Regions from separate parts of the Ovis aries genome. Here region 1 is linked to region 2. Evidence: chromatin contacts called from public Hi-C data. All regions are on one chromosome and are shown on one strand. The core of a region is the stretch at or near the end of the contact, and the rest is flanking DNA. Distances in the headings are between cores, read along the strand shown. Region 1 holds the start of KCTD17 (potassium channel tetramerization domain containing 17). Region 2 has its middle 12 kb from the start of TRNAG-UCC.

The links. A called contact is a pair of places that touch in the nucleus more often than the background predicts.
Region 1: a contact with region 2 is called in a Hi-C map of omental adipose tissue, with 2.6 times the contacts expected there. The contact joins the promoter of KCTD17 here to the enhancer-like site in region 2. A contact is called at or near these places in 8 of 16 Hi-C or Micro-C datasets (blood, hypothalamus, mesenteric adipose tissue and 4 more).

Annotation. Positions count from the first base shown.
Region 1 is chr3:181,101,725-181,107,852 of ARS-UI_Ramb_v3.0, forward strand. KCTD17 (potassium channel tetramerization domain containing 17) reads left to right here and starts at 1,389. Exons shown (of 7, transcript XM_060414171.1): 1 at 1,389-1,579; 2 at 2,768-2,876; 3 at 5,184-5,275. The coding sequence starts at 1,406.
Region 2 is chr3:181,032,113-181,037,890 of ARS-UI_Ramb_v3.0, forward strand. No RefSeq gene overlaps it. Among named protein-coding and RNA genes, the nearest start is that of TRNAG-UCC, 12 kb to the left of the region's middle. Within about 2 kb of position 1,734, at least 10 of the 54 cell types and tissues checked have an H3K27ac peak or open chromatin away from gene starts, as enhancers often do. A contact at or near this core is called in hypothalamus, where this site is marked.

The DNA of each region.
Region 1 (6,128 bases), core at 139-2,638, 69 kb after region 2:
AGGAAAAATTGAGATTCAGAAAGGAGGTGGCTCAAGATCACACTCGAATTTGTGTTTAAGAGAACACACATTCCCAGGAGCAGGAGTCTAGCAGCTGTGATCCACTCCCTGCCAAGGGGAAAGGTTTACGGAGACAGAACCTGAGGGATAATAGAACCTTCCCCTCCTCACCCCACCACAGGGCCAGGCTGCCCAGTGAGTGTGGCCTGAGTGTGTGACACAGAGATCACTGACTGAAATAGTGAGAAGGAAAGGAAGTTAAAGAAGACAGCTTTCAGGAATTCTCTGGTGGTCCAGTGGTTAGGACTTGGTGCTTTCACTGCCAAGGGCTTGGATTCAATTCCTGGTCAGGGAACTAAGATCCCACGAGCTACATGAAATAAATAAAGGAGGGTGACTTCCCTTCTGCTCCTTTCTCTCCCAGGACCCAAACCACATGAGGAGCTGTCCCCTTCCCACATCCTGCAGAACCCACAATAGCAGCAACCCACCCCCACCCCCGCCAAGTTATCTGGCTCAGAAGTACATCCACAGAACCAATCCCTCCTCCCCTTCCCGAATTACAGATGAGTAAACTGAGAGTCTCCCAGCACTTCATCCTACAAAAGCCAGAATGAAAACCTAGCTCTCCAGACATTCATCCGGTACCCTCTCCACTCTTCCTCCCTAGAAATGTTTCCCACGGAGCAGGAAACGGGCCTTGGTGGTGGAAATGCACTTGAAACCCACCTGGGCTCCTGCCAGCCTGACCCTCACTAGCTGTGTGAATGCAGAAAGTCACTTTGCTTCTGTGTCCTCTTATGTAAAATGGGTACAGTAACGCCAACTTCACAGGGCTACTGAGAGCATCAATGAATAATACAGATGCATAAAGCATCTGGAATATAGAAGGTGCTGAGCCAACTGTAAGCCCAGCTCTGTTGTCCTCAAAGAGAGTTTTCGTGGGGAAAGAGCACGGCTCCCTTCTTCCCCAGCCCCCGCCAGCCAAAAGCAGAATGAAAGAATATTAGAAAACAGATACAGGTAAATGCTGCTATAAAATTGGGAGAGGGAAAAGTTCCTTCTCTTGTCAGTTGTTTGATAACCCAGACTGGACAAAGGGAAAGCAATGTGGAGGCAGAACGGGAGGATTGCTGATTCGGGGTATCCCTCATCATTTTCCCAGTGACCTCGAATTTGACCTTCCCCGAACACAGAGCACTTTGGCCAAGAGCATCTTTAAGAGACCCTCGTTTGTAGACCTCCCAGAAAGGACAAAGTAGGGCGGGGCTAGGGAAAGGCAAGATCCTCACTCCCGCCGCATCCGCCCTTGGCGGCTGGGACTACAGCTCCCGGCATGCCCGGCGCTCGGTACCTGCCCACCTCCAGCCTCCTTGCCCGGAGGATGCAGACGCTGGGAAGAGCGATGAGGATGGAGGCCGGTGAGGCAGCGCCGCCGGCGGGGGCGGGCGGCTGGGGCAAGTGGGTGCGGCTCAACGTGGGGGGCACGGTGTTCCTGACCACCAGGCAGACGCTGTGCCGCGAGCAGAAGTCCTTCCTCAGCCGCCTGTGCCAGGGGGAAGAGCTGCAGTCCGACCGGGTGAGGCCCACGGGGTGGGCGGCCGTTGGGGATCCCCGCTCGCTGGAATCTGGCTATTCAGCCAGGCCTGCTCGCGGGGCTGGAAACCCGGCTGGGTTTCTTTCCGAAGAGCTGGAGGCAAGAAGAACTGGTCGAAGGAGGGGAGAAGGAAGTGGATCAGAGAGTGAGGATGTGCCCATTGCCTTGGCAACAGGACAACGCCAGGCTGGGGCCATTTGGAGCTTTTGAGCTCTACCCTAGGCTCCCCACCAAGGAGACTATTGGATAAGGTCTCTCCCATTTCTTTGGCGCTGTGGGGAGGACAGACACGAAGGGACTTCCCTCCTGCCCAAACTGGACTCCTGCATCACAGGAGATAGAGTCTGCTTCTCCCTGCCCTTTGGGGTGTGGGTGGCCTAGGGGTACAGGGAGCTGGGTGGAGAAATCCCAGGTTCCTTCTGAGCTGGGCTTCATGGGGAGGAATGCTGGCCTGGGGCACCATTTCTGGGTTCCCATCTCAGTTCTGCTGCAAACTGCCTGCATGACCTTGGGTCAGATCCTTCCCTGCTCCAGCTCAGCCTCCTGTCTGTAGCCCCAGGGGGCTGGCCTGCGATGACCTCTAAGGCCCCTTCTCTCCCATTTCCTGACCTGATGCTGTGACCTTGGGTGAGTCTCTTTACCTGGTGATGTCCCTGTCTTCTCTCTGTAGAGTTGCACTGAAACTCTCTCAAGCCTCCCTGCCCGGTATCCAATGAGGGTATCCAATGAGATAGCAGCTCCTTTGGAAACTTGTAAACATCCGCAGAATAACTGGGGTCTGCTGGAGACCGTGTAGGGCTGGCTTCAGGAAATAACCTCTAAGAGGGATGATCCCTGAGCCCTACACTGGCCTGGGTGCCACTGAAACTTCACTGGCTGCTCACAATTCTCCCCGGTTGTGGGGGAGAGGAGCAAGGCTCAGAGAGGTCAAGTCACTGACCCGAGGTCACAGAGTCAGGAAAAGGCAGAGGCAGGATCTGAACCTAGCTGTATCTGACCCGAAGGTCCTTTTACTCCATCACACCACTCCGTTTTGGAGCGAACACTGCATTCCCCCGCCCCCACCCTCCCTCTGTCCTTTACTGGGACTGAAGGGTGGGGGTATGTGCAGGGTCAGCAGGGAAGAGGGGCTCACTCTTTTCTCACTGCCTGTGCCCCTTGCCTTTGTAGGATGAGACAGGGGCCTACCTCATTGACCGCGACCCCACCTACTTTGGGCCCATCCTCAACTTCCTCCGGCATGGCAAGCTGGTGCTAGACAAGGACATGGCTGAGGAGGGTAAGTTGGTCCAGGGGGCTGGCCAGGACCTGCGTCCTACGCCTGTCTTCTCTAGCCTGCCAGGGCCTTCCATGGTGGTCCAAAGCCATTTCTCCCATCCAGAGGAGACCTCTGTTTTCTTCCATGTTTCCTGCTTCTTCTCGTTCCAGACAGGACTGGATGCCAAAGCCTCTGCCCAGGCTGAGCCTAGGGCCAAGGTGACTGGCCCACGCTTCCACTGGGTGCTTCTACTGGGTGGTGCTTCTGGGGAAGTGGCAGAAACATAGGCAGAAGAGAGAGGAAGCCCGTGAGGCCTGTAGCCTCCGCCGGAGGCAAGGGATGTCCTTTCCCCTGGCTTGCTGGGAAGCCAGTGGTGAGCCCGGTGGGGGTAGAAATGGCCACGGGAAGAGGTATGCTTCTTTCTTTGAGTGATCGGGTATCTCAGATGCCTGGTGAGGGCTCACAGTCAGCAGGGAGGTGGAACGGGTGGCTCTTCCCGAGCTCTGACAGCCTCTGCTGCACAGTGCTGGTTGTGGGTGGAGGAAGGGGAGTGGGGAGGCTGCTCCCCAGCGGGCGTGTGGTCCCTCCCAGGCCAGGTAGCTGAGGCCCTGTAAATGTCCACTTCCTGGCCCAGCAGATGGCAGGGAAGCCATGCCTGGGAGAATGGCTTCTTGGCAGAACTGCAGCCTGGAGCAGGGACTATAGGTGGGTGCCAAGCCCACTTTTCCTTAGAGCACAGGGTGTGGCTTTGGGTCAGCTGACCCAGCCAGGCCAGCTTGGACTTGTCACTTTTCCTTTCTGAGTCTCTACTGTGTGTATAAAGTGGGGCGGCGATCTCCATTAGGGATGTGTTCTGGGAAAACAGACATCGCAAATCCCAGGGCTTGTACCCTGAAGGAATCTAACACAGCCCCTCCCTCCTCACTCAGGCCACAGTCTTCCCTCCTGACCCCTATGGGACACAGTAGTCTAGAGGCCAGGTGGCTCTCCAGAGGACCAGGGCTTCAGAATCAGAGCCCACTCTAGGCATCGGCTCCGGGAGCCCCACAGCTTTCCTGGTGGCCCCTGGGAGAGCAGACACCATGGGCGTGGCCTGGGCCCAAAAGCCGCTCCCACGGGGAAGGGAGCTAAACACTCCAGCGTCACAGCTAACACCTGTTTACAGGTTCTGGATTTGTCAAAGCCCTGGCATTCCCAGCACCTTCAGACAGGACTAGGGCCCTGCTCCAAGGGGCCAGGGGCTTTGGCAGGAAACTGACTAGTGTGTGAACCCTAGAAAGTCACTTATCCCCTTGTGCCTCCATGCCTGCATCTGTGGAATGGGGTAACAATAGCACCCACCTTGCTGAGCTGCTGTGAAGATAAAAGGGGCGGATACAAGTGTGTCGCTTAGTGCCACGCCTGGCACCAAGGACCCGTGATACAGAGTTTGCTGTCTGTCATCTGTAGGGCCCCACGGGGGGCATTCCTGGCAGTAGCACGCACTGACCACCTCCTCTGTGTTAGGTGGATGTGAGCACTGGGGACAGCCAGGGACATCAGATGTGGGTCCTGTCCCGCAGGAGCCCAGAGGCCCGTTGTGCAAAGGACCTGCCCTGAGGAGCTGAGGGGGGTCCAAAGGCTGAGGGCTGTCCCCCTCACCAGAGAGGCACTCGCTCAGTCTCTAAGATGGCTCCCTTACCTGCGTGGGGACAAGCACGCCCTGGGGCTTGTGATGAGCACGGGACAGGCTCTGCAGACTGTGAAGTGTGGTTGGTCAGTGCACAAAGATCATGCACTTAGTGGGATTGGAGGGCAGAGGCACTTGAGTGGGAACCCCAGCTCTGCCCCATGCTGGGTGTGAGGTGTTGCACAGCTACTGCCTTGCCTGGCCCTTGGCTTCCCTGTTTGCTCGGTGGGGGTGATGAGAGTATCTACTTCTCGTGCTGAGAATGAACTACAGTAAAGAGTGCAACCTGCCTGGCGTGGTGCCTGCTGCTTAGCACGTGCTTCATCAGTGGGAGCATGTAATCAGGGGTCAGCCAAGGCCCCTCTCACTGTGGCCTTCTAGGGTCCAGTCCCATGGGCCTGCTGCCTCTGGTTAGCCCCAGACGGGGGGACTGGTAGGTGTCCCAGGTCGCTGTGCTCAGCACACCAGGGAGATGGTGCCTCTTAGCCCTGCTATAGAGAGTGTGAGTCCCCAAGAAGGGAGTGTTCCCTCTTGCCTGACCCCTGAACTCAGAGAGGCTCGTCACCCTAGTGTGATGAGCAGGGGGTGGGGATGGAGGGGACAAGGCGAGAATGGGGCATGGGGGCAGTGGGAGTGATGTGGGTGCTGCTCTGTGTCAGGGGTCCTGGAGGAAGCGGAATTCTACAACATTGGCCCGCTGATCCGCATCATCAAAGACCGGATGGAGGAAAAGGATTACACCGTCACACAGGTCAGGGGGCAGCGGGGCAGCATCCATGGCCAGAGCAGGGGGTGGTGGGGAGTGGGGAGAAGGGAGGTCAGGAGAGACAGAACTAGGTTTTCTTGGGAAGGCCGAGCTGCCCTGTAAGGGGTTGTCCAGCTCCCAGATCGCCCCGCAAAGCCCCAGACTGGGAGACATGTATCAGGTTCTGTCCTTGCCTTGGCTCTGCTGTGTGACCTTGGGCCAGTCACTTCACTCTCTGGATCCTGATTTCCTTTTGGGGCATATAGAGGTACTGAGAACTGCCCACCCTTCCCTTCCTCACAGGCAATATGGAGTCAGTATGAGGGTACAGGGGTCCTTGTAGGGGCAATGGGGATTAGTACACCATCCATTTCATGGGCTCAAGTGGCCCCCTGGAGCTGGCATGTCTGAGCTTGGACCCTGGACCTAAGTGGCCAGTCTGCAGGAGGAGCTGGTGGACTTCTCTGCCCACCCTGGGGGAGAGGTAGAAGATGAGAGATGGGTAGGGAGGCACTGTCTTCCACTGTCCTTCTCTCCCCAGGAGCTTGAAGAGGGGGTGCTCTGTCTCCTGGAGGACCTGCCTCAGTTAGTGGCCCAGGATGCCTCCTAAGCCCTTCTTCCTTACCCCTTGTATCACCTGTGTCCCAATTCTGGTCCTGCAACTCTTTAGCTGGGTGACCTTGGGCCAGTAACCAACCCTCTCAGAGCTTCCATGAACCTTCCTAGGGTTTTAGGTGGGATTAAGTGAAATCACGCATGTTGAGTGCCTGGCACATCGCAATTACTCAGAATGTGACTTCTGGCTTACCACCCCAACTCCATCCCCTCCTTCTGTCCTTCTTAGGGGTAGAGGGTAAGT
Region 2 (5,778 bases), core at 484-2,983:
ACTAGAGCCCAGCTAGAGAGTCACTTACAGCTGCAGAGTCTCTTGTTGCCTCTTGGACTTCCTCTGGGCTTCCTGCATGCAGGCGTGCATGCGTGCGTGCGTGCTCTCACTTCAGTCGTGTCTGACTCTTTGTGACCCCACAGACTGTAGTCTGCCGGGCTCCTCTGTCCATGGGCCTCTCCAGGCAAGAATACTGGAGTGGGTTGCCATTTCTTTCTCCAGGGGCTCTTCCTGACCCAGGGATCAAACCTAGGTCTCCTGCAGCTCCTGCATTAGAGGCAGATTCGTTACCGCTGAGCCACGGGGGAAGCTTGGATTTATTACAGTTCCTGCTAGCTCCCATTTACCACGGAGACAATGATTCCCAGAGGGAGAAGGCAGAAAGCCTCTTCCAGCCACTCTGGACTGTCACTGACACTTTGGGTTTCAAAGCTGACTATGTGTACTGCTCACTTTCAGGTTAAACAGAAATTCACTCAATTGGGCCTTAGCTTCCACAGCTCTAAAACGGAGCTATGAATGAAGAGCAGGAAATACATGGTTAGAAAGGTGTAATTAAATGGTCTCTGGATCCCCTCCTTAGCACATACATGCTGGATTTCTAAGGTCTAAGTACTTTGCTGTAATTTAGAGACACTACCACCAGGGAGCGAGCTGGACTAGGATAACAGCCAGGTCCAGCCGGTCGCCTGAGTCCCAGGATAGAGCACTGGAAGTTGTTATAGGTTTCTCCCTCAGGTGGTACTTGAATATCACAGAAAATATGAAGACAGATCTGAATCACTTTGAGTAAATGAAGTCCTGCAAGAATGGAGGATGAATAACTTTTCCATTCTATGCACTAATGCTACTGAAGACCTGGTCCCTGTACCTCCTAGAAACTTAAGAATCACCATGTCTAACATCTAATGGGCTTCTCTCGTAACTCAGTCAGTAAAGAATCTGCCTGCAATGCAGGAGACCCGGGTTCAATCCCTGGATCAGGAAGATCCCCTGGAGAAGGTAATGGCAATCCACTCCAGTATTCTTGCCTGGAGAATCCCATGGACAAAGGAGCCTGGCAGGCTACAGTCCATGAGGTCGCAAGAGTTGAACACAACTTAGCGACTAAACCACCACCACCATCTAATGACCTCAGAAATACAATGAACAAGGAATGCTGTTGGAAACAGCACCAGTGAAATTAAGGTCTCATTTAAGTTTTAAAAGCTGTGCATGTTTTATTTTGCCAAGATTGCAGCTTCTCTCTCTCCAGAATATTCAATGTTTAATTAAAAAGGGCTTCTCTTAATGTCCGGAGATAAAATCTTTAACTGAAGCAAAGACATAAAATGTCTTTGTTCATTTGTTCATTTTGTTCAAATTGAAATTGCTCGTTTAACTTAAAATCACCTTCCCCACATTCTGTTACTCGGAGGCTCTCTTCCTGAGCATCTGAGCTCTCTCAGAGGGCATCTTGCCAGCTCTCGCCAGCAGTTACAGGAAACAAAGCAGTTATAGAAACAAAACAAATGTAATGTGAACTTGAATTTCTGCAGTATCTTTTCAATCCACCTTCCATACTGTGAAGGTGGAAAATTGCTCAGCTCTGATGAGCAATGAAGCTGTTGGGTGTATGCTTTTTGAAGGTTACATAAATGGCACATTTCATACTGTAAGGCTCATTCTGCAGACTGTCATTTCCACCCACTATGATATATCGCGAGATCTTTCCATGCTGGTGTATGTAGATGTGGTTCGGCCCTTTCCACTGTCATAAATTACCCGCCTTGTCCATTCTCTGCCTAACAGATCTGTGTGTTGTCTTGCTGTTACAAACAATGCTGCAGTGAATATCTTTGCATGAGGTTCCTTGTGTGCATGTTTCAGTCTCTAAGCTATGCAGAAATTGAAGTGCTGGGTTGTAAAATTTAATTTCAACCTTGCTAAATTCCTCCTTGCTGTTCTGGACTCATGATTCATGGAGTGTATGTGACTTCTCATTTCTCTCCTCACCTATACTTGCATTTTAATGTTTGCCAACTCTATGAATTTATCATTTTAATTTGTATAATGGTCTCTCTAATTAGTGGAGGTACTGAGCATCTTTTCAACTTGGCTATGTGGTTGCTTCTGTCATTATCAGCCCTTTGTGTTCCAGCCAGACTCTAAGTTCCTGGAGGAAGGGTTGGATCTCACATCCAAAACCCTCAGAAGGCACAGTCCCATCCAAGTATAGATTTTCTTCCTGTGAACCTTTTCCCCTTGACCTTTGTGCCCCACCTTGGAGTCCTACCCTTCAAGATTAATGAATAAGCAGCTCCCCAAATAAGCATGCTAGGTTTGTGCTTACACAATACCTTCAGTCTGGAATGCTGTATCTCTTCCAGGCCATCTGAACCTACCTACTCATGTCCCAAGGTTCACCTCAAGATCTTCCTTTTCTATGAGGTCATCTATGAGCCCCCAGCCCTCTCTCCCACCCCAAGTTCACCTCTGTGCTTCCACTGGCCCCATATAACCTTCTCACTGCATGTGTAAAACTTATGAGGATCTTTGATTGATTCATCTCTCCACCAGACTCTGGACTCCTTGAGGACAGGCACCATGTTTTATTCATCTCTGAACTTCTGGTTTATTGTTCAGTACTAGACAGAGGGTAGAGGCATAGTATGTGTTTGTCAGATGGGTGGATGAGTCTCAAGGCCAGCTCCCTCCACATCAGTTCTCTGCAGACTGTGATGTCCTTAAGGACAGAACTGTATAATTCATACCATCGTGCCCTGCGGTGGCTTACAGAGCCCAGTGATTATGGCCCTCAGTATCTATGATTGCCTGGTAGATCAGAAAACAACTTTGGACAGATTTTCCTGAATTTTCCACCCCAGCTTCCTGACAGAGAATTTCCTTGGTCTCTCCAAGCCTCAGTTTCCTCATCTTCATAAAGAGGATGATAATAGCATTGAGGATGGCATAAGGATGAAATAAGGCTGTGTGTGTAAAGCATCTGGCATACAACCATAAGCATCTGACATATTATAATTTCTACATCAGAACAGGATGGGGTCTACTTTAGCTACAATTCTCTAGATGGCTCATTTTTTTCTCAGTTGCCATATGTGATGAGCAGATAGTTCAGTTCAGTCGCTCAGTTCTGTCTGACTGTTTCCAACTCCATGGACTGCAACATGTCAGGCTTCTCTGTCCATCACCAATTCCCAGACCTTGCTCAAACTCATGGCCACCAAATTGGTGATGCCATCCAACCATCTCATCCTCTGTCATCCCCTTCTCCTCCTGCCTTCAATCCTTCCTAGCACCAGAGTCTTTTCCAATGAGTCAGTTCTTCACATCAGGTGGCCAAAGTCATAGCTCAACCAGTAAAGAATTTGCCTACAATTCAAGAGGCATGAGTTCAATTCCTGGGTTGGGAAGATCCCTTGGATAAGGAAGTGGCAACCCACTCTAGTATACTTGCCTGGAGAATCCCAAGGATGAAGGAGCCTAGCAGGCCACAGTCCATGGGTTTGCAAGAGTTGGACATGACTTAGCAACTAAACCACCACCAGACTTAATTGATAAAACAGTGGCAGGCTTTGAGAAGACAAAGCAGATAGTAGCTACTCAATAGCTACTATTGAATCCAGGTGTTCAAGCTGGATTTAGAAAAGGCAGAGGAACCAGAGATCAAATTGCCAACACCTGTTGGATCATCGAAAAAGCAAGAGAGTTCCAGAAAAACATCTACTTCTGCTTTATTGACTACACCAAGCCTTTGATTATGTGGATCACAATAAACTGAGGAAAATTTTTTGAGATGGAAATCCCATACCACCTGACTTGCCTCTTGAGAAATCTGTATGCAGGTCAAGAAGCAACAGTTAGAACTGGACATGGAACAATAGATTGGTTCCAAATTGGGAAAGGAGTATGTCAAGGCTGTATACTGTCACCCTGCTTATTTAACTTCTATGCAGAGTACATCATGCAAAATGCCAGGCTGGATGACGCACAGGCTGGAATCAAGATTGCCAGGAAAAATATCAATAACCTCAGATATGCAGATGACACCACCTTATGGCAGAAAACGAGGAAGAATTAAAAAGCCTCATGATGAAAGTGAAGAGGAGAGTGGAATAGCTGCCTTAAACATTAAGAAAACTAAGATCATGGCATCTGGTCCCATCACTTCATGGCAAATAGATGGGGAAACAATGGAAACAGTGAGAGACTTTATTTTGGGGGGCTCCAAAATCACAGCAGATGGTGACTGCAGCCGGTGACTGCAGCCTTGAAATTAAAAGACACTTGCTCCTTAGAAGTAAAGTTATGACCAACCTAAGCCTTTGACTGTGTGGATCACAATAAACTGTGGAAAATTCTGAAAGAGATGGAACTCCCAGACCACCTGACCTGCCTCTTGAGAAACCTGTATGCAGGTCAGGATGCAACAGCAAGAACTGGACATGGAACAACAGACTGGTTCCAAATAGGAAAAGGAGTACATCAAGGCTGTATATTGTCACCCTGCTTATTTAACTTCTATGCAGAGTACATCATGAGAAACGCTGGACTGGAAGAAGCAGAAGCTGGAATCAAGATTGCCAGGAGAAATATCAATAACCTCAGATATGCAGATGACATCACCCTTATGGCAGAAAGTGAAGAGGAGCTAAAAAGCCTCTTGATGAAAGTGAAAGAGGAGAGTGAAAATGTTGGCTTAAAGCTCAACATTCAGAAAACAAAGATCATGGCATCTGGTCCCATCACTTCATGGGAAGTAGATGGGAAACAGTGGAAACAGTGTCAGACTTTATTTTTGGGGGCTCCAAAATCACTGCAGATGGTGATTTCAGCCATGAAATTAAAAGATGCTTACTCCTTGGAAGAAAAGTTATGACCAACCTAGATAGTATATTCAAAAGCTGAGACATTACTTTGCCGACTAAGGTCTGTCCAGTCAAGGCTATGGTTTTTCCAGTGGTCATGTATGGATGGTGAGAGTTGGACTGTGAAGAAGGCTGAGTGCCGAAGAATTGATGCTTTTGAACTGTGGTGCTGGAGAAGACTCTTGAGAGTCCCTTGGACTGCAAGGAGATCCAAGCAGTTCATTCTGAAGGAGATCAGCCCTGGGATTTCTTTGGAAGGAGTGATGCTAAAGCTGAAACTCCAGTACTTTGGCCACCTCATGCGAAGAGTTGACTCATTGGAAAAGACTCTGATGCTGGGAGGGATTGGGAGCAGGAGGAGAAGGGGACGACAGAGGATGAAATGGCTGGATGGCATCACAGACTCGATGGATGTGAGTCTGAGTGAACTCCAGGAGATGGTGATGAACAGGCAGGCCTGGCATGCTGCGATTCATGGGGTCGCAGAGTCGGACACGCCTGAGCGACTGAACTGAACTGAACTGAGACACTATATTAAAAAGCAGAGACATTACTTTGTGAATAAAGGTCTATCTGGCCAAAGCTATGATTTTTCCAGTAGTCATGTATGGATGTGAAAGTTGGACTATTAAGAAAGCTGAGCACAGAAGAATTGATACTTTTGAACTGCGGTGTTGGAGAAGACTTTTGAGAGTCCCTTGGACTGCAAGGAGACATCCTAAAGGAAATCAGTCCTGAACATTCACTGGAAGGACTGATGCTGAAGCTGAAACTCTAATACTTTGGCCACCTGATGTGAAAAACTGACTCCTTGGAGAAAACCCTGATGCTGGAAAAGATTGAAGGCAGGAGGAGAAGGGGACAACAGAGGATGAGGTGACTGGATGGCATCACCGACTCAATGGATATG